Linked DNA regions of Mus musculus: regions 2, 3, 4, 5, 6 and 7 are each linked to region 1. Evidence: chromatin contacts called from public Hi-C, promoter capture Hi-C and targeted proximity ligation data. All regions are on one chromosome and are shown on one strand. The core of a region is the stretch at or near the end of the contact, and the rest is flanking DNA. Distances in the headings are between cores, read along the strand shown.

Region 1 (2,700 bases), core at 158-2,657:
AGTTACCTCGGGAGAAGTCAACAGACATGCCCTGTGTTGGGGTCCCAAGCAGAGGTGCCAGAGGCAGGCAGGGAGAAACACACATATGTGTAAACACACACACATGTGCCACATGCACACACCCAGGTACAGGTGTCATGTGGGAGTGATGACAAATCAGACACTTGTAAAACACAGAAGAGTCACAGAGAAACAGGCAGGCAACGGGGGCAGGGCCGTCTAACTGCTCTCACCCCAGAAAGAAATGGCAGGACTGGCTGGTAGACCCCCATCCATATTTGGCCTAGCCTTGTGTCTGCCCATAGCTCAGGAGCACCAAGAACTCTGATCGCCTACAGGGTAAACACCCCATGTTTCAGGCCCAATTCCCATGCCCTCCTCACCAAAGCCTGGCCAGATGTGTCCAGTGCCCACATTGGGTTTAGGATCACCCTAAGTCAGCCATTCCCAAGGATTCAGACGAATCAAATAAAACCACTTCTAACAAGACCCCAAATCCTCCAAAGGGGTTGAGGTTGGTTCTTGGTCCCGGCTAGGGATTGAAGTAAGGAGACTTGTCTGCAAGGTGAAGGACGAGGACTTTTGAGTGTGTGACAGGTGAGAGGGGTCCTAGAACAAAGTGCCCGTCCTCTTGAAGAACGGAGGAAATAGAGAAAGTCTGTATGTTTATGTCACACAAAACGGTGTCCGCCTAAATGTATGTTCTAGGTAGAGCATGAGGTGACCGTTGTGAAAGATGTGTATTGGCAACATGTCTGGGGTCTGTAGCAGGGTATGTGGGAAGTGTACCTTATGTACCTGTCTCTGGGAGTTTGAAGTAAGGTGCAGGTGAGCGAGCGGGCTGTGGAGACCAACGGCAAGCGTTAGATACAGCACAATGAGGAAGTTTCAGGAATATGCCACTCCCGGGAAAAGGTCTGGGGGCACAAAGCTCCAGGTGTTGTCGTCCCTCCAGCTTCCCTTCCCGGGTGTTGCCCGGACCACTCACCCCAGCTCAGAAACTGCGCCACGTTACGCTCCCGGCGCAGGGGGGCGCTGCTGAGCTCTTGGTGCACCCCCAGCAGCAGATCCAGGAGGCCGTCGAGCCCTGGGCTGCCACCAGCTTCGCCCCGTACCAGCTGCTCCAGCGCACGCAGCCGCTGCTCCATGGCTGCCGCTGGAGCCCCGAAACCCGGGCTAGAGCCAGGCCGCCCGCATGCCCCGTCCGTCCGTCCGCCCGGCGGTCCGTCTGTGGTCCCGTGGCTCGTTCTGCGCGGCTTCCCCCCTCCCTCCCGCCCTCCCCGCTGTCACCTTCCTCGGTCGCCACCCGCGCTCCTTCACCTGGTCGCCCGCCCCGCCCTCCAAGCCCGCCCCCGACGGACGGGCAGGTGCGCGCCGGCCAATGGGAGCCGCGGCTGAAGGTGAAGGTGGGAAGGCGGAGGCGCGCGGGGGCGGGGCCGACCCTCGTCCAGGAAGTGGGAGGGCGGGCCACGAAAAGTAACTCCTGGGCGGGGTTGGAGGGGGTCCGTTGGGGTCGCAAAAGGCCCCTCTGATCACGGTGCCACCCCAGTCCCAGCGCCACCTAGACCCTCATGAGACACTAACCTAGACAGAGCCTAGCGCAACTTCCCGCGGGACCCGGCCAGCGGCCTGTCCCTTAGCCAGGCCAGAGGGGCTAGGGACGGTTGCGGCCCTGAAGCCGGATGGGAGTTGTAGTCCGCTCTGGCCTCGGTTTGAAAGCGGCGCTAAGGCAACACACCCATCTACCCCCAAAAGTTTCTGATCTCCTTTAAATCCTTAAAACTAACCCAGAGACATGTAGTTGAGGTAGGATGGGCACACTCATTTAGCATGAATACACTGCGGCTTTGGAAGGCTGAGGGTAGGGGGTCTCTGAAACTAGATTCTCGTGTGGACCTAGATGGGACTGATTTTCAAGGCTTTGGCGGGAACAAGGCCCTGAACTGGAACGTGGAGGGCACAAGAAGTTTGAGATGTGCTGATGGAGGCAAAGGAGGTGGAGGTGCTGGCTGTGTCCAGGGAGGTTTTTTATTTCTGGCCATCTGTGTTGGTCTTGATGGTGACAGGCCAGATACCAAAGAGAAGGGTGCTCTGGTGTCTTTTGAACAACTTGTTTAAAGGCCTACTTAGAGGGCTTGCCTCTCCTTCCAGACTGCAAGCTGAAGACCTTGACAGGATCGAGTCATCAGCGTTGAGGGAGGAAGCATTCTGAATGTTTGCAGGGGCAAAGTGAGTGGGACACCCAAATCCCATCTAACGGGGTCTAGAAACATTACAGGGGTTATGTTGGGGTGGTGGTGTGGGAGTGCACGCCTTTAATCCCAGTACTTGGGAGGCAAAAACAGGTAGATCTCTGGGATCCAGGCCAGCCTGGTCTTCAGAGTAAGTTCCAGGACAGCCAGGGCTATACAGAGAAACCCTGTAAAAAAAAAACAAAACAAAAAAAAAAAAAAAAAAAAACCAACCAACCACTGTAGGTCTCTCATTTGATCTTTACAGAAGCCCCTTCTCCATGAGGTCCACAATTTGAAATGGGGAAAACACAGGCATATATTTCTTTCCAGATCTATCAGGCTGGGAAAGAGACTCAGGATTCAAATTCAATGCCATGGCACTGCCAAGGGAGGGTCAGGGAGGGCAGACTGGAGTTTGGATTTACGGTTTTTGTTGTTGGTGTTGTTTTTATCCTCTCATATAAAC
Region 2 (2,700 bases), core at 159-2,658, 620 kb after region 1:
GCCCCCACTGCCACTGCCGTTCCATGACCCCAGCGGGCTCTTGAGGAAGAGGTTCTTCAAGGGCTCCATGGCAGGGAGCCGGCGTTGGAATGTGTGGGGGACCTTCTTCGGGTGCCCGTGGTATCCACCCCCGCTGGCTTGTGAGGCCCTAGAGCCGGAACCTGGGCATCCGGGCCCTGGCCCTCAGCCCCAGACCCACGCCTCTCTGGGGAGCCAGGAGTGTCGCCTCCCGGCCCCCCGCATCTCGGGCTTTTGGAGGAGGGCACCAAGGGCAGTGTGGTCAGGCTGGAGGGGTGGGGCCCACTGGCCTCCGGCGCCTCACCATGGCTGAATTGGAGCAGCAGAGTCCCTCAGTTCCGAAGTAGTCCTGGGAACCTGGCTTCAGCGCCCGCCTACCGTAAGGTGGGGCCTGCCAGGGTCAGCGCCCGGACTCTGGTTGTTGTCTCCAGGCACAAGAGGTAAGAGAAAGTCCCCAGTTGAGCCGAAGCTACCTCTTCTTGGGCTAGTGCCTTGGGCCCCGACAGCTCCGACCCCGGTCCCTTCTTCCTCCTCCCTTTGTACTTTGGCCCCGGGGGCGGGAGGCAGAGGTGGAGGGTGGAGTTTCACTTTTTTCCGCTCTTCTCCCTCCTGCAGGAAACAGCATCAGATGACGTGGGCGGGTTGCACCGCTCCCCTCCCGGAGGCTCCCGGCAGCTGTGCACGGGAGTTCCCGGGGAGGTTGGCCAAGAGAGGTAGAAGGCGGGCCAGGTAGTTCCTCCCGCCTCCCCCGCCCCCAAACACACCGGCACAACTCTAAGCCTTACGTTAGGTGCTCCTCTGCTCACGGTCGAAGTGGATCTCTGCAAAGACAGAGAAGAATCCTTGTGTCTGAATTCTCATCAGCCAAATCACCCTTGTGATTGCCTCAAAACCAAAATCTGGTCTTGGCTACGAAGTTGCAGAGCTCTTTAAGATTCGTTCTTTCCATATATGAAATAACAAGATACCCTGCTTTTCAGTGCTAGAGGGGGATGTGAACAGAGAAGTTTGGGACTTCAAAATCGGCTTACACTTGAAGCTCTTGGAACCATTTAAAATTATCTTCCTTTCACCCGAGAGGCAAAAACCTGAAACTGTCGTTCAGAACTTTGCCCGGGATTAGATTCAGAGTTGAAGGGCCTTCAACAACCTCTTCGTTAGTTCATCACTTGTCCTGTGTCTGTTACTTTAAGAAAGCCTATGTCATCCTGTTCGACTACTCAGGCCTGATCAGGATCACTCTCTGCTTCGGCTAAGCTCTGACCCGGAAGTAGAGGCGTAAGCCAAGCGACAACCATGATTTACGGTCTCGCACTAAGGAGAGGCGGCCCAAGTCGGGGGTGTGACCCGGTAACGCAAACTGGAAGTAGCCGTGAGGAGTCCCATTCTCCAGCTTTTCCCCGCCTCCTGTAACGCATTGGAAAAGCTTTGCGCCAGTCATCAAGTCGTTACCCAATGGCGACTCACCCGGCCGTCCCATATTTTGGTGGCTCTAGAATTTGACTGCGCGCGCGCCTAAGATACCTCTGCATCCCGTCACTTCGCTACTTCTCCGCGCTTGCGCACTTCTGCCGCCAGGTTTTCCTTTTCCGGGTCCCAACAGGTTCTAACGGGCGCATGCGCCAGTGCAGGCTGGCAGCTCGCGGCTCCTTCTTCCGGCCTCCCCTTTGCGCCGGCACCGGTAGAAGCGGGGCGAACGCAGAGCCCCAAGCGAGTGACCTGCGACCCCGGAAGTGGACCTCAGGGTCCCAAGGATTTCTCCGGTCCGGAGCCAAGGGACCTATCACTGGCACTCCGAGAGCACCTATTCCACGCCCACCTCTGGATGCCGCCGACGGGTGCCCAGCCCTTGCCCTGCGCCTGCTTTCAGGCTCGGCGCTTTACAACAGTTCTGGGCCACCGGAGGGGGCCCAGGCCCCGCCTCTGATGCAGTCCCACCCCAGTATCCCGGCCTGATCCGCTGACTGCCTGGGCCGGCCCCGCCCCCTGCCTGTGCCCTCACCCTACCAATCCCCTCCCCCGTCTGGGGGAGGCCATGGCGTGAAATCTAAGTCGGACCCCGGGACCCTCGGGCGCCAGCGGGGCATGGGCCGGGGGCCGCCCCCATGAGGGTCCCGGGAGGAGGGCGTGCGCAGCAGCGGCTGGGCCATGGGGTCTCAGGTGTTGCAGATCCTGCGCCAGGGGGTGTGGGCCTCGCTCACTGGGGGATGGTTCTTCGATCCGCATCAGAGCACCTTCTCCAACTGCTTCCATCTCTATGTCTGGATCTTCTTGCTCATCTTTCCCTTCTTGCTGTACATGGTGAGAGGCTGCCACCACCTGTAACTATGGCGAGAGGGAGTGTAGTCTGGAGGGATGGGCATCTTGAGTCCTGGGGCGTGGAGTGAAGCGAGTCACTGTAGAGTTCACTGTAGAGTTTACTTTGGTTTTATATAGAGGAAAGACCAAGTCTTTTCTGCATGGAGTGACCTTGAGCGCCTCATTTAATCTACCCGGTTAAACAGAGGGCTACCCCTAACAGGGCTCTTTGTACTGTTGCATGAAGGGGTGATGAAGTTTTGTAAACCGATGAATCCTAGTTCTTTACAGTGGTGGCAGGTACACCCTCAAGGGAGCAAGGGTTTTGTGAGAAAGGATCCAACTTAACTGTCATCTCCAGGTCCTGCCCCCCAGCCTGATGGT
Region 3 (2,700 bases), core at 139-2,638, 630 kb before region 1:
ATTGATTATTAGAGCCTGTGACTCCTGTCTATAAACCTGGTGATTCTAGCTCCTTTGAGATCTCAGCCTAGCAGTAAGTCTGCCTTGAAATTCTTTCTTTGGGACTCTCCTGGAGCCAGGTCTACAAGGTCTCCAGAGAGAACAGCAGAGGCTCAGACTTCAGCAGTAAGCTGGACAATCACTTTCGGATGGAAGCAGAATTGCTAACATTTTTAGGGCACTTAATTCTGTGTGCTAGGCTTTAAGCATTTATAAACGCTGACCTCAGCTGGGCAGTGGTGGTTCATGCCCTTAATTCAGCATTTGAGGGGCAGAGAAAGGTGGGTCTCTGTGAATTTGAGGTCAGCCTGAACTAGAGAGCAAGTTTCAGGACAGCTAAGGCTCCAAAAACAAACAAATAACAACGAAAAAAAGAGAAAGAACCAAAGTAAAAACCACTGACTTTGTATGTGTGCACAGGCATTGGTGGTTTGCCTACATGTATGTCTGTGTGAGGGTGTCCCAGACAGTAGTGGGTGCTGGGAACTGAACTCTGGTCTTCTGGAAGAAGAGCCAGTGCTCTTAAAGACGGAGCCATCTCTCCAGCCCCCAAATACTGACTTCCTAAATACTCAAAATCAGCACCCAGAGTTAAGTAATCACCCTTTTACTGTAAGTGGGAACTAGGGAGTTTGGTAACTCACCCTGACCCCCTATCATCTGGGTGGTCACTTAAACATACTGACAATTACCACAAAACCCAGTAATGGTAGGGCACACCTTTAATCCCAGCACTCTGGAGGCAAAGCAGGTGGATCTCTGAATTTGAGACCATCCTAGTCTACAAGACAGCCAGGAGTACACAGAGAAACCCTGTCTCAAAACAAAGCAAAACATCCCAACAACAAAAGTACTGACCACAATAGCATGGGATCTCTGAACGCTACAGGAGAGATTTTGTGGAAATCAGTAAAGAAATGTCTCGAGAAACCAAAAAAAAAAAAAAAAAAAAAAGGATATAAAGAAGAAGAAAGAAGGATAAAGACAGAAGAGGACCCGGCTTTAGCTGTTCAGAAAATGCTAGCACTCTTTCTGCTGGAATTGTCAGGCAGCAGATGGTTGGGGGGGGGGGGTGACCCCAGGGCCTGGAGGATCAGAGATGGGAATGCAGCCTGAGCAAGAGGTGCTCTATCAGTGACTTCCTAGAACTAGGACCCAACCCATTCAGCTGGTTAAATCCAGGTGGCCTCAAAGAGAGCTCCCCGTCTTCCACCCCCACATACCCTCTTCTCCCTGGGGGCCTCTCCCTCACAAGTGCTGAGCCCAAGGCCCAGACTATCCTCATGGGCGGAGAAACGAAGGCTCTTCCCAGTCCAGTAATAGACCTAGAAGATTCCAGGAGATGAGTGTGGCGGCTGTCCTGAGCCCCGGGCCAGCTGATGTCCAGGTTAGGGCAGCGTTGGGGCCCCAATCCCAGCCTGGAAGGTTGGACTTCACGTCGACCCTTCTCTGAGTCTTCTGCCACTCACTGGCCTGGACAAGACAGCATTGGGGAGCCCAGAGGCTGCAGGTGCAGGTAAGGGCTGGGTTCAAGGCGGTTGGTGGCGAGAGCCGGTGGCGAGGGTGCGGCACGTAGGGAGACGCAGCTCTGGTAGGGTTAAGCTCCCAAGGAGGGGGCTTTTGAGGGCGGGAGGAGGGGGGTCCTAGTCAGACGGCCGCCGGCGGCTCGGTCTCTGGGCTGCCGCCGGCACCTCCTTGGCTCAGCCCGCACACCCTCGAGGCGGCGCGGGAGACCTGGCCGCAGCCAAAGCCGCAGCCACAGAGTGGGCAGACAGTAAGTGCGGAGCAGGCGCGGGAATGTGGGCTGGATCTCAGGCCCTGGGAGCTGGGAGAAACCGGCAGGGCGGGACACTTCCCGCGCGTGGATGCCTTCCTCGAGTGGTGTGACCGTGCGTCCCGTCGCCGGTCACGCTCGGAGGCGTCGGCGTAAGGACGCGGGGGAGGTGGTGGGAGCAAGCGGCTGGCGTGCGGTGTCACACGGGTTCCGTGTGTGTATCTGTGTGTGTGTGTACGCGAGCGCGCGCATTCGTGCGCGTGGACCTCTAGGGTAGCTCGGCCCTGCGGGCACGCCCATGGTGGTTAGTTGTGCCAGGGTCTGCCGGAGCGTGGTGCAGTGCTATGCCTGCAGCCTGGGCAGCGCGCGGCTAGAGCTGCAGAATGGAATGTGGCTCAAAGATCTTTGTGGCACATGTAGCAGACTGTGTATATGTATGTGTGTGTGTGCCTGCCATCTCCCGCTGCCCCCTAAGTGACAGCTGTCCCGTGGGCTGCTGTATCCGTGCTGCCCTTCCCACCCTGTGCCTTGCTTCTTCTGGGAACTTTGTGCCCACTTTTCCTTTCCCTGGCTCTGGGCCTTGCCTATACCCTGCAGCCAGATCCGCCTTGGGGTTCCTCGAAAGCCCAGCGGGCGGGTGGGGACCCTGGAAGATCCCCGCCCGGTTGATCCCTGCTAGGCTGGAAGGCAGGAGGGGACAGATGCATCTGAGGAGGCTGCCACAGCCGCACTGAGAGAGCCAAGTATGGACCTGCTATTCCTGTCTCCAGTTCTGCAGGCTCCAGCCTCTTCCTATTTCCCCTGGAACTCCCTAGTCTTCCTTTGGTCTTCTCCAAGGCAGGCACCCTAATGCCTCACAAGTCCCCCATTTTCTCACTCACCCTGCC
Region 4 (2,992 bases), core at 224-2,723, 710 kb before region 1:
CCAGCACACGCATGGTCTCTTCACTGCTGCCCTCAATCCGAGTGTCCTTCCCTGCCCAGTCCTAGCCTCCCCGTCACTGTCTCGGCTGCTCCCCCATAGTTGGTTATTTTTTATTTGGGGCAGTGGGTGCATACGGGGAGGGGAGGGTGTTCTTCCCAACCTAGGGTCCCAGCTGTCTTCACCTGTTCTTACCCACGTCCCTCCTCAATAAAGAAGCCAGTCAGGCGTGGTTATATGTTGCTACGGTCTCCAGTGACTTTCTTCTCTTAAGACACAGTAGTGCTGAATTGGAAGCCAACACAAAGCCTTTTCTTGATGGCCTTGAAAGAAAGGTCGCTGAAGAGTGAGCTGTTTGCTTTGTCAGGGTGGCCACTAGGTGGAAGTGTCGCTCAACAACTGATGACCTACCTGCATTCTGATCAGCTTTGGGTTGATGTTCTGTGCAGTGCAGTCTTAGAGTGAACCTGCTAGGTCAACACTAGAACCTAACCTAGACTCAAGGTGGGTCAGAAAGCAGGCCTGAGACTAATACTGACAACAGCTCCTGCTGCTCCAATCCTGAGCTCCACACCACTATCTTCCTCCCACACTGTGACCAACACTGAACTTCCTCATTTGCTCCCAAAAGACTGCTTCCTGGGCTAGCAAGATGCTGAGTCCAGCACCAGGCTGTACTATGTCTTACGTTAGCCTAAACTAGCTTCCTGTCCCAACCCCAGGACTCCTCAGAGCAGCCTCTCCTAGTCACACTTAAAAAGCCTTACCTTGGGAGGAGAGGTTGGCACATACCCTTAATCCCAGCACTTGGGGCAGAGCAGGCAGATCTCTGAGTTCAAGGCCAGCCTGGTCTGCAGAGTGAGTTCTGGGACAGCCAAGGCTACACAGAAACCCTTTCTGAAAAAAGAAAAAACCACGTCCATTAATGGTAGGCTGCTGCCCTGAAAAGTCTACGTTCCTGCTCAGTTCCTTAGAGCAATTTGCATCCCAGTGCCTGGCATGGACATGAGGCTGTTGGACCACCAGAACCCTCTAAAGAGACGGGATAAAGGGTCCTGGAGGAAATCACATTGAGGTTTTATGAGGCAGAGAGGCTCTAGCATGTCACTGGACAGATTTAAGGCTGGTAGGTTTGGAAACAAGTCCTGTTTAAAGGTGGGAAGGACTTCACTGCTGACTGTAGACAGTCCCACTAAGAGCAGGCTGGAGCCGGGCAGTGGTGGCGCACCCAGCACCACCAGGGCCAGGTGGATTTCTGAGTTCGAGGCCAGCCTTGTCTACAGAGTGAGTTCCAAGACAGCCAGGGCTATACAGAGAAACCCTGTCTTGAACAACAACAAAAAATAATAATAAAAGAAAAAAGCAGGCTGGAGGTGCAACCAGTAGATGCCTGGGGGTGGGGTAAAGAGAACTTTGTGGTGTCACCCCAGCACTGTTCTTCCCTCATTTCCTGTGGTAACAAAAGCAAGGGCCCCGTGGAGCCCTCTGCGTGCTGGCAGTGTGCTTCCTGTACCCAGCAACAGCCCGCCCTGGGGAGGGACTAGTACAACTTTCATGATAAGGCCACTACAGGCTGACCTCTGAAGGAAGCAACTGAGCAGGACCAGGCCAGACCAGGGTAACAGGTGTCCCACTGCCACCTGCAGCTGCAGCCCGTTGCAGGCTAGGTAAGTGAAAGACCCAGGAGGACTCACTTGTCCCCTGCTCCGCCATTCTGTGCAGAGCAGCCACACTTGCCACCACCCTAGAGGCTTGGGTTAGAGTACTGGCTGTGAGCTGTGGGCCAGGACTTGTTTCTGAGATAGGTGGGCCTGGCAGAACTGTGAGTAGGAGAGTTGACCTGTTCTGGTACCTAGCAGGGTACTTTACAATGAGTATTGGGCCTTGGTGTCCCCACCTGTGAAACCTGAATTGGCAGGACAACGTGGACTCTAAGGAACTGTCTCTTCAGCCCAAACACTTAGGATAGTAAGAGGGTTTTATATTGACTGGATCACAGTAGCTCTCTGTACCAGTGTCCCCAAAGCCTACCCACCTACCCAGGGTACCCTAGGACTCCTGCTTATTTCTAGGCAGCCCACTGTCTACTCACCTTGTCTCAGCAGAAACAGCCGCAGCCATGGCGGGTATGAAGACAGCCTCCGGGGACTATATCGACTCTTCCTGGGAGCTGAGGGTGTTTGTGGGCGAGGAGGACCCTGAGGCCCAGTCTGTCACACTCCGAGTCACGGGGGAGTCGCACATTGGTGGGGTACTTCTGAAGATCGTGGAGGAAATCAGTGAGTCCCCGTGACCCTATGTATCCAGTCATGACAGCTCTCCCTGGCTTTTCTAGGCCATTCTCGCCTCTACTCATAACCTTGTCACAGTGACTCAGGCAACAGTCTTTAATTATTTGGTTCCAAAGAAGGTATTTCTTCAACTTCCCCTCTCCATACTTCCTCCAGCTCCTACTGGTTCTGTCTAGTCTCCAAGAGACAGACAACATGGTCCCCTGTGTGTCTTGCCTGTGCCGAGGCTTATTATGTTCCTGAGGGATGGCTAGGAGGTTCCTGGGGACCTGGCACCTACTCTCCTAAATTTCCTCCCCAGCAAACCACTTGGCAGGCTGCTGACAGTGGGTGAGAGGCCCTGCCCCCACAGGAAGTTACGGCAGAGTAGGCTAGGGCGATATCAGTCACCCAGAAGGCCCCATGAGGCTTCTCATCAACTTTACCAGCAGAGAATGAGAGTTATCACTTCCTGGGAGGATGGCAGGAAAGCCCCGATAGTCAGAGCCGGAAGACATCCCACCATGAGCTCCCGATAGTCAGAGCCGGAAGACATCCCACCATGAGCTCCCGATAGCCAGAGACAGAAGGCATCTCACCATGAGTGTGGGTCCTAGGCCTCTGGAATTGGGACAGGGATAGAAGGCAGGTTTTCTAGACCCACCCAACCCTCTATGTGTATGCAGTCCAAGACGGACCAGAGTGACTGAGCAGGACAAGCCCCA
Region 5 (2,986 bases), core at 133-2,632, 680 kb before region 1:
GGCTGACCTGGAACTCCCTGTGTAGACCAGGCTGGCCTCGAAGTCAGTGCACCATCACCACCAAGCAATTTTTTTTTTTTTTTTTTTTGCAAATTTTTTAAGTTCAGGGTCATCTTTGGTTACATATGGAGTTTGAGGCTAGCCTAGGCTACATTAAACTGTGTCTCAATATAGAAAGAAAGAGGGCCAGGCAGTGGTGGTGCACGCCTTTAATCCCAGCACTTGGGGGGCAAAGGCAGGTGGATTTCTGAGTTCGAGGCCAGCCTGGTCTACAAAGTGAGTTCCAGGACAGCCAAGGCTATACAGAGAAAACCTGTCTCAAAAAACCATAAAAAAAAATAAAAGAAAAGAAAGAAAGAGCGAGGAAGGACAAGTGCCGTATAACAGTGACAGTCCATGGTAGCTGCCAGGACCTCACCATACACTCGAATGCATGCTGTCATACCAGTTTTCTGTGGCATAGAAACCCAAAGGATGGAGCCCATTGTCCGTAGTATCTAGCAATGGAGATTACCTAAATATGCCCCCTTTCTAGTCTTCTGGGAGAGGCAACCTGATTTCAGAGCTGTTTCACCAACCTTCTTCACAGGACAGCCAGTGACTTAGGGTGCCACCTAGTTCTGGGACTTGGGCCACTTGGTGTCTGTTATAGAGAGAGATGTAAAGTTGTGTGAGAGATGCTAGAACCTGGTCAAGGACCAGGGTTTGAGGGACACCAGAGTTCGGAGACTCGGAGTTAACTGCAATTCCTTCACAGGAAGCTGGAGCAGGTGCATCGCAGCTTCATGGATGAAAAGGACCGGATCATTACAGCCATCTACAATGACACTCGGGCCAGGGCCAGGTCTGTCACTGCTCTGACTTTGCTTCCTGCTTCAGCACCACCCTCCAGGATGTCTGTCCTGATCCTGTTTTTCTTTCCAGGGCCAACAGAGCCAGGATTCAGCAGGAGCGCCAGCAGAGGCAGCAGCCTCGGGCAGAACCCTCCCTGCCTCCAGAAAGCTCCAGGATCATGCCCCAGGACACAAGCCCCTGAGAGGCTTAACTAAATGGGACCTTCATTGGTCCTCTCCCTGCTGCCTGTCCAGAACTACACGTGCAATAAACTCATTTTCAGACGCCTGTCCGATTCGGTCCTTCAGGTCACGCATCTCCTCACCCCTCCCCTCGTGAGGCAGCGACCCCCGGAGCTCGGCCTCCAGGGCGGTGTGTCCCCTTTCCCCTGCAGCGGCGGGAGGGGGCGTTTGGAGGGGACCGGCTCCGCCCCCGCCCCGCCTCCGCCCGCGGCCCGGTGGGGAGCGCGTGTTTAGGTCACATGAGCCTCTTGCCCGCCAGCCCCGGCCAGGCCCCCTGCCACCCCCCGCCGTCCCCGTTGCCCGCCGTCCCGGCCACCACCGCCGCCACTACAGGCCGCCTGCCTGTCTTGTTCCTCAGGCCGTCGCTGCGGCGCTGCGTTGCGCTGCCTGCGCCCAGGGCTCGGGAGGGGGCCGCGGAGGAGCCGCCCCCTGCGCCCCGCCCCGGGTCCCCGGGCCCGCGCCATGGGGCTCTGGCTGCCGCCGCCCCCCACGCCGCCGGGCTAGGGCCATGCGGGCGCTCCCGGCGCTCGCCCCCCGCGGGCACCATGAGCCCCCTGCTCCGTCGCCTGCTGCTTGTTGCACTGCTGCAGCTGGCTCGCACCCAGGTACGTGCGTCCGCGACATCCCGCTCGCTAGCTCGCCCGCCCGCCCGCGGTGCCCTCTCAAGGTTGGCGGAAGTGGGGAGGCGCCTGCTACCTCTGTCGAGGGGATCCTCAGTTCAAACCGGGAATATCCCTTAAGAGGTGCCCCTTGGCGAAGGCCCGCTAGTCCTAGCCCATGCCCCTGGGGCCACTCCCCCACCTCACCCCATCCCCTGGGCGGTTGTAGGGCGGAGCTGCCTCCGTGCCCTCCGAACCTCGTTTGTCTCCCACTATCCTGGCTCCTGACCTAAAACAAGCCCAGCGCTAAGGCTTGGGCTTTAGTACCATTCCCAGAGTATGCCTGGTGGGTCTTGGGCCAGGGAAAGTACCAGATGTCTGAGTATACAAGAAAAATTAGAACCAAGGTCTTGGGAACAGAATAAATCTGGAAAGGTGTCAGAAAGGCGCAGAAGCCTGACTCAAGGACGGAGCCCTTACATAGCCACAGGGCCAGCCCTTTTAGAGTGCATCTTGGGCCCAGGTATCTTCTTTCCCACAGGCCCCTGTGTCCCAGTTTGATGGCCCCAGCCACCAGAAGAAAGGTAATAATAGTTAACAATAACTTGCCACCAGCCAGTACTAAGAGGGGTTAGCACTTGCTCTGATTTCATATCCCTTATCTTGCGTGATCCCAACTCCTTTGGGCGATACCATTCCATAGAGGAAGAAACTGAGGCAGAGGGCTTAATCATTTCTTGAGAAACAAGGCAGAGAAAGACAGGTTTAAAAGATGGTTGGGGTGGTGGTGATAGGGTATCAGAGAGGCTACATGCTCAGAGGAGCTTCAGGAGACCTGATAAGAACTTAATCCATCTGGGTCTGCCCACAGTGGTGCCATGGATAGACGTTTATGCACGTGCCACATGCCAGCCCAGGGAGGTGGTGGTGCCTCTGAGCATGGAACTCATGGGCAATGTGGTCAAACAACTAGTGCCCAGCTGTGTGACTGTGCAGCGCTGTGGTGGCTGCTGCCCTGACGATGGCCTGGAATGTGTGCCCACTGGGCAACACCAAGTCCGAATGCAGGTACCAGGGCCTATGGGTCAGGTGTGTTGATGGGACAGTGATGTCCTATGGGCTGGGCCAACCCAGGGAGGGGCGTGCTGGAGGTGGGAATTTCTGGTCATTCTTTCTCTAGCCTATCTAGTATCCCCTTCCTCTGTCTTTTTCTGGCCCTGCCCCCCACCACTCACTGTCTCTTCCTCGTTCTCCTGAGCACAGATCCTCATGATCCAGTACCCGAGCAGTCAGCTGGGGGAGATGTCCCTG
Region 6 (2,747 bases), core at 229-2,728, 660 kb before region 1:
GTTTATTGCACTGTGATAACTAGCTCCTGGATAAGGGAGTCCTGGATTTGAAAGCAAGCCTGTGGGTAGAGGCCAATCTCCACTCTTAATGGTTCTGATCTCTGGAGGAGGTGGGTGGTAGTTGGAGCTCTGAAGGGGTATTTTCTTATAGTCCTTGTGGAGGAGGAGAAGGAGGAGGAGGAGGAGAAGGAAGAAGAAGAGGAGGGAGATGACAGGCCTGCACCCCCCCCCCTTTTCTCCTACAGACCAGGGAGCAGAGGCAGGAAGCAGAAAGAGGGGTTAAATCCTCTCAGGAAGCTGTGTGACCTTGGGCAAGTCCCTTCCCCTCTCTGGGCCTCAAGTGGAGATAACAATCACACCACTGCACAAGGCCACAGCCAAAGACAACTAGATTCATTAAGTTTGCCGCCATGATGGCGATTTGGAGGACAGCCAGTGCCAGGCAGGGCTCCTCTGGAGGCCTGAGCGCCTGGGGCAAAGGCGCCGGTAGGGAAGCTCCTCCTTAGCCGACCCTCCTCCCCCAGAGCTAGCTCCAACTCTTTCTGGGTTTCTAGGTGACTTGGCTGGCCCCTCTGGATGAGTTCTACTTTAAACCTGCTGCTGCTGCCTCCTCTGTATTGGGGGGGCTCCCACAGGGGCCCCCAGGCAGGAGCCCCCCCAGCCAAGCCCTGCGGGGGGGGCTACAGCCCCCACCCCGGCCGGTGCCCATGGGTCTGCCCCTTCGGTTCCTCAGATCACTGGAACACAGATTTCAGGGCACCTGCTGTGGGCCAGGAGCTGCACAACCCCTCCTTTGGGGACACCCACGAGGCTTCTGCCACCTCTGGGCAAACAACCATCTTTCACTATGTTCAACTAAGAGGTTCACTGAGACTGGCTCCCGTCACAGGGTCAGCAGCACAAGAACTGCGGCAAGGTTTTCTCTGGAAAACCAGGATGCCTGGGTCCTCAAAGGAGGTGGCAGCTCCAGGCCTCCAGAGCTAGGGACGGGGGAGGGGCGCCTGCCGGCGGGAGGCCCATTAGCCAGCTAAGTGCTCCCTGGGAGGGGGGACTGTGCTGCAGCAGGAGGGGGAGAGGCAAAGTGAGGGCACGCGGGTGGAGTGGGATGGAGAGAGATGGGGTGACGACGTTTCCTGAGCTCATTAAGTGCGGTAGGAGTCGGGTTGAGGACAAGGGTCTGTGTCCCCTAACCTTATTATCTTCGCCTTTTCCACCTGAGTCCTCAACCGGCTGACCTTGGCATGTCTTGAGCGGCTCCAACACCCGTCTTTCCAGGTGCACCCTCAATAGCACTTTATCTAAGACAAAAAAAAGAGAGTCCTACTGAGTCAGCCGGCCAACAAAGACCCCCCCCATTCCATCCATCATCCCTTTGGCTGCAGTCGCCGCCCCAACCGCGAGGGGGCGCCGCCGTGGGTCGGGCGGCACCATAGCGGTGGGAGGGGGCGGCACCGCCCGACGGGGCGGGGCTCTGCGGGGGCGGGGCCGGGCGCCGAGTCTCCGGTCCGTCCGGGACAGACTGGCTGGCGGGCGGGCGCTGACGCCGCGGGGCCAGAGCGGGCCGCGCGGGAGCGTGTGGAGAGAGCAGTGGCACCGTCGGTTCCCGTCGGGGCTCCGTAGGTCCCCGAGCCGCCCCTGGCTTAGCCATGGCGGGCGCGAGGCCCGGCGTCCACGCGCTGCAGCTGGAGCCGCCCACCGTGGTGGAGACCCTGCGGCGCGGGAGTAAGTTCATCAAATGGGACGAGGTAAGTGAGTGGGCTGTCCTCTGCTCTGCCTAGATCGAAGGATTCCTTCAGTCACATTCGACTAGATGAATGCCAGGGACCCCCACTTCAGTGTTGCCTGACCACCTCACCCCCTATTCCAGCCTTGTTGCACTCCGGAAACTTGAGTCCCCTGTTGTCCTGGTAATTGAAGACTTTGTCGTTGTCCCCGCTCTTCTCCCCCGCAAGACAGTAGCTGTGGTCAATTGGGCTCTTCTTGGCATGGAGACTTTGAACCCCTGTAAATCCTGTCCTTCTTCTCACTCTTTTCCACCCTTGCCAACGATGAATATCAAAGTCTCCATGCTGGTTCTTAGTTTTTGGTCTGGTCCCCAGACCCCTGTTCCTGGCACAGGACCCCCATGGGGGCATAGGACATCCTTGCCTTGGGTGGGGTGCCACTGGGATCCTACTCTTCTCAGTGCCTCGCTTGCCTGAGCCATTATAGTCATCCCTTTCCAGCCTGCCCTGGTTGATACCCTTTCGTCCTGCTTCTGGATTCCAGCGAGCTTTCTGTTCAGATGGGAGCACCGAGCCACCCCTTACCGGAGACTTTGTTCCTTTCCAGGTTCCTCCAACTCTGGGAACTTTGCTCCCCACTCCTTAACTTAGTGACTTTGAACCTCAATAAATCCTGGTCCCCACTTTTTATTGCTTTCTCTCAGGTACTTCCCTGATACTCACCTGCGGCTTCTTATCTAGATATCACGTCTCACCCACGTTTCTGTACTGTTCCCTCTCCTACCCCCTGGGCTCCTTGCTCCCTAGGGCCTCAACTCAGGCGGCCTGAGTTTCCTTACTGTTCCTTCCCAGTCGGGCCATAGGCCTGGAAGACGCTGGGTTTCTTTCCGGCAGGGTGGGGCAGGAGTGAGAACTAAGGGGAGGGGCTGGGGGCGTGGCCTTAGCTGCAGGTGTGCTGGGCAAGGGTGGGTACCCCCGGGGCCCCAGGATACCCCTTCCCCCAGGCCAGACTAAAGGGAAAAG
Region 7 (2,700 bases), core at 192-2,691, 530 kb before region 1:
GGAACTCACTCTGTAGACCAGGCTGGCCTCGAACTCAGAGGTCCACTTACCTCTGCCTTCTGAGTGCTGGGATTAAAGGTGTATGCTACCTTCTTAAAATATTGGGATGCTAGCATGAGACCTTAAGGACAAATAAGAAAGGAAAGGCTATGCTTTAACACAGACGAGCTGACGGGGTGAAATGTCATAGTTCTTTTGTCAAACTAGACACCTAGGTAGAGGGAACCTCACAGCTGAGAGACTGCTTCCAGCAGATTAGCCCATGGGCATATTTGTGGAGGCATTTTCTTGATTGCAAATTGATTATAGGAAGGCCTAAGTCACTGTGGGTGATACATCCCTAGCTAGATGGGCTTGGGTTATGTAATAAAGCTAGCTGAAAAAGTCAAGGGATGAAAGTCAGTAAGCAGTGCTCCTCATAAGCAGTGCTCCTCATCATAAGCAGTGCTCCTCCATGGTCTCTGCTTCAGTTCTGATCTCCAGGTTCCAGCCTTGAGTTTCTGCCTTGACTTCCCTCAGTTATGGACTGTAGCCTGCAAACCAAATAACTGCCCCTTCCCCAAGCTGCTTTAAGTCAGAACGTTTTATCACAGCAACAAAGAAGCAAACGAATACAGGGACAATTAGGCTGGGTGGCAGGATGTGAGTCAGGGCACCCGAGGCTGCCCCAGGGAGGGTGGGGCTCCCTGGGAAAGGTGGAGTGGGGTCCTTGTGCAATCAGCCCTGCAGGCTCCCTCTTTAATTCTTTTTGAAATTACATTTATTTTATATTATGCCATATGTTTGCATTGTATGTAGGTGCAGGCACTTAGATCTAAGGGCAGCTTGTGGAAGTCGGTTCTTTCTTTTTACCATGTGGGAGGGAACTAGGCATCCAACTCAGTTGGTCTCCTTTGGGGCAAAAGCAACTTTACCCATGTAAAGTGGCTTCCTGTTTCTGAAGTGTACTCTCAGGATGCCCATTGCCGGCCCAGCATCAAGAGCCTAGGGCTCCTGTGTCCAGGGAATATAAAGATCTCCAGTGTATTTGCTGAGCTTAACGAGTGTAACGAGTGGTCCTAAAGAAGGAAGTGGGCTGTGATTTGTGTCTGTTGGCTAAGAGGAGCAGAAGAGGCAAGGCTGCCACGTGGGAGGGAGGGCTCCATCAGCCTGGGTGGGCAGCCCTCCTCAAATCCTGGGACACAGACCTCTAGTGTCCTCCATATCCTGCTGGACAGACACCTGGCTAGGAGGCTTACTCCAGCTGCAGCCACATGTCACCCAAAGGCCCTGCACGGCTCTCACTGGTCCCGGGGCCAGGAGACCCTGCCACCGTCTGATGCTTCCCACCCGCAGCCCCGCTCCGTCACGTTCCAGCCGCCTGACTCAGGCCGCACGGGGCGGGCTGGGAGCCGGGAGGCGGTGCCGGCGCCCGCTCGGCCCCAGAGGCGGCACCAGGAAGCACCCGCCCCGGCCGGAGCCGCCATGTAACCGGCGCCGCCCGTAGCCCCAGCCGCGCGGGCCCCAGCGACCCGCCCGCCATGGGAGACGAGGATGAGGACGAGGGCTGCGCCGTGGAGCTGCAGATCACCGAAGGTGGGTGCCGGATCCCGAGGCGGCTCTCCCGGACGGGTGGCAAGAGTCAGCGACCCTCTGGGCTCACTCGCCCCCCTGTGTCCGCAGCCAACCTCACCGGGCATGAGGAGAAGGTGAGCGTGGAGAACTTCGCGCTGCTCAAGGTGCTGGGCACGGGAGGTGAGAAACCGCTTTCACTGGCATGGTGCTTTGGGCCTTCTGCCCGCCCACTCGCCTGGACCTGGGCCTGGGCCTGGTTGCTGGGGAGGTCCCCCCACCCTTTCCCGGCATAGCTCCCCTTGCCCGCCCCGCCCTACCGTACCAGGGTTCCGAGCCTACTTGCCGGGCGTCCACGTTGACAGGACTCTTCTCTGCAAAGTCCTATGCGTGCGTGCCCCCTGCCGCGATTTCCTAGCCTCTTTGGGGTTTTGACTCCCTCCCAAGAGCTTTGCACAGCTTCTCTCCCCATCTTCCCTTGCGAGCCCCACTCTTGTATTTTGCAAATTCCCCAGTCCGGGTTTGCACATCCCTCCGCTGACTGGGAGCGCGCCTCTGCCTCCGGTGCCAGCGTTTTCATCTTTTCTCAGCTCTCTTGATCATCCCAGGTTTGCACGTGCCCCGCCCCTTCCCCGCCCCGCAGGCCTTCTGGAGTTGCAAGCTCCCCAGGCTAGTTTGCACTGCAAATTGCTTTTCAGGCTTAACCGAGCACCCTCCAGGGAGGGCTCACCTTCTCCTTAGAAGGCTCTGTCAGCCTTTTGCACCCCCCTTCCCACCAGTCTGCACCGCCCTCGCACTTACAGCCCACCTTCCAACCGCTTGCTTGCTGCTCCCACAGCCTATGGGAAGGTGTTCCTGGTGCGGAAGACGGGTGGGCACGACGCGGGCAAGCTCTATGCCATGAAGGTGCTACGCAAGGCGGCGTTGGTGCAGCGCGCGAAGACACAGGAGCATACCCGCACCGAACGCTCGGTGCTGGAGCTGGTTCGCCAAGCACCCTTCCTGGTCACACTGCACTACGCCTTCCAGACGGATGCCAAGCTGCACCTCATCCTGGGTGAGGGCCTGTCACATCTCAGCTTTGGAGAGGGACGGGAGTTAGATTAGGCTACCTTGTAGGGAAACATTTCAACGTCTCCTCACTCCCAG

Evidence for each region. Promoter capture Hi-C pulls out the DNA fragments that hold promoters and counts their contacts. Hi-C and Micro-C count contacts between places; a contact is called where the count stands out from the background.
Region 2: a contact with region 1 is called in a promoter capture Hi-C map of embryonic stem cells, with 2.9 times the contacts expected there. A contact is called at or near these places in 2 of 39 promoter capture datasets (embryonic stem cells and liver), 1 of 484 Hi-C or Micro-C datasets (embryonic stem cells), 6 of 130 datasets of targeted methods (embryonic stem cells, extraembryonic endoderm stem cells, memory CD8 T cells and 1 more) and 2 of 9 other capture datasets (liver and pancreatic islet).
Region 3: a contact with region 1 is called in a targeted proximity ligation map of pancreatic cancer cells. A contact is called at or near these places in 3 of 39 promoter capture datasets (the 3T3-L1 cell line, embryonic stem cells and erythroid cells), 3 of 130 datasets of targeted methods (large pre-B cells, memory CD8 T cells and pancreatic cancer cells) and 1 of 9 other capture datasets (pancreatic islet).
Region 4: a contact with region 1 is called in a Hi-C map of pro-B cells, with 10 times the contacts expected there. A contact is called at or near these places in 1 of 484 Hi-C or Micro-C datasets (pro-B cells) and 3 of 130 datasets of targeted methods (embryonic stem cells, large pre-B cells and memory CD8 T cells).
Region 5: a contact with region 1 is called in a targeted proximity ligation map of pancreatic cancer cells. A contact is called at or near these places in 1 of 39 promoter capture datasets (embryonic stem cells), 4 of 130 datasets of targeted methods (bone marrow-derived dendritic cells, large pre-B cells, memory CD8 T cells and 1 more) and 1 of 9 other capture datasets (liver).
Region 6: a contact with region 1 is called in a targeted proximity ligation map of pancreatic cancer cells. A contact is called at or near these places in 1 of 39 promoter capture datasets (embryonic stem cells), 5 of 130 datasets of targeted methods (embryonic midbrain, embryonic stem cells, extraembryonic endoderm stem cells and 2 more) and 1 of 9 other capture datasets (adipose tissue).
Region 7: a targeted proximity ligation map of pancreatic cancer cells shows a contact between it and region 1. A contact is called at or near these places in 3 of 130 datasets of targeted methods (memory CD8 T cells, microglia and pancreatic cancer cells).

The regions. Positions count from the first base shown.
Region 1 is chr19:6,305,164-6,307,863 of GRCm38.p6, reverse strand. It overlaps Cdc42bpg (CDC42 binding protein kinase gamma (DMPK-like)), which reads right to left and starts at 1,407. Exons shown (of 37, transcript NM_001033342.1): 1 at 989-1,407. The coding sequence starts at 1,148. It overlaps Gm52380 (a long non-coding RNA gene), which reads left to right and starts at 1,318. Exons shown (of 3, transcript XR_003952842.1): 1 at 1,318-1,400; 2 at 2,152-2,229.
Region 2 is chr19:5,687,616-5,690,315 of GRCm38.p6, reverse strand. It overlaps Pcnx3 (pecanex homolog 3), which reads left to right and starts at 1,408. Exons shown (of 35, transcript NM_144868.3): 1 at 1,408-2,319; 2 at 2,678-2,700. The coding sequence starts at 2,167. Map3k11 (mitogen-activated protein kinase kinase kinase 11) reads right to left here and starts at 1,185. Exons shown (of 12, transcript NM_022012.3): 1 at 1,050-1,185; 2 at 804-839; 3 at 1-627. The coding sequence starts at 69.
Region 3 is chr19:6,933,203-6,935,902 of GRCm38.p6, reverse strand. It overlaps Kcnk4 (potassium channel, subfamily K, member 4), which reads left to right and starts at 1,388. Exons shown (of 7, transcript NM_008431.3): 1 at 1,388-1,555.
Region 4 is chr19:7,017,950-7,020,941 of GRCm38.p6, reverse strand. It overlaps Fermt3 (fermitin family member 3), which reads left to right and starts at 1,473. Exons shown (of 15, transcript NM_153795.2): 1 at 1,473-1,664; 2 at 2,103-2,276. The coding sequence starts at 2,117. It overlaps Stip1 (stress-induced phosphoprotein 1), which reads left to right. Exons shown (of 14, transcript NM_016737.2): 14 at 1-246.
Region 5 is chr19:6,986,047-6,989,032 of GRCm38.p6, reverse strand. It overlaps Vegfb (vascular endothelial growth factor B), which reads left to right and starts at 1,382. Exons shown (of 7, transcript NM_001185164.1): 1 at 1,382-1,681; 2 at 2,217-2,259; 3 at 2,547-2,743; 4 at 2,939-2,986. The coding sequence starts at 1,622. Dnajc4 (DnaJ heat shock protein family (Hsp40) member C4) reads left to right here. Exons shown (of 7, transcript NM_001357001.1): 6 at 758-844; 7 at 925-1,122. The coding sequence ends at 1,036.
Region 6 is chr19:6,968,545-6,971,291 of GRCm38.p6, reverse strand. It overlaps Plcb3 (phospholipase C, beta 3), which reads left to right and starts at 1,478. Exons shown (of 31, transcript NM_001290349.1): 1 at 1,478-1,745. The coding sequence starts at 1,647. It overlaps Gm52400 (a long non-coding RNA gene), which reads right to left and starts at 2,596. Exons shown (of 3, transcript XR_003952919.1): 1 at 2,448-2,596; 2 at 1,192-1,298.
Region 7 is chr19:6,839,368-6,842,067 of GRCm38.p6, reverse strand. Rps6ka4 (ribosomal protein S6 kinase, polypeptide 4) reads left to right here and starts at 1,441. Exons shown (of 18, transcript NM_019924.2): 1 at 1,441-1,575; 2 at 1,663-1,734; 3 at 2,390-2,608. The coding sequence starts at 1,521.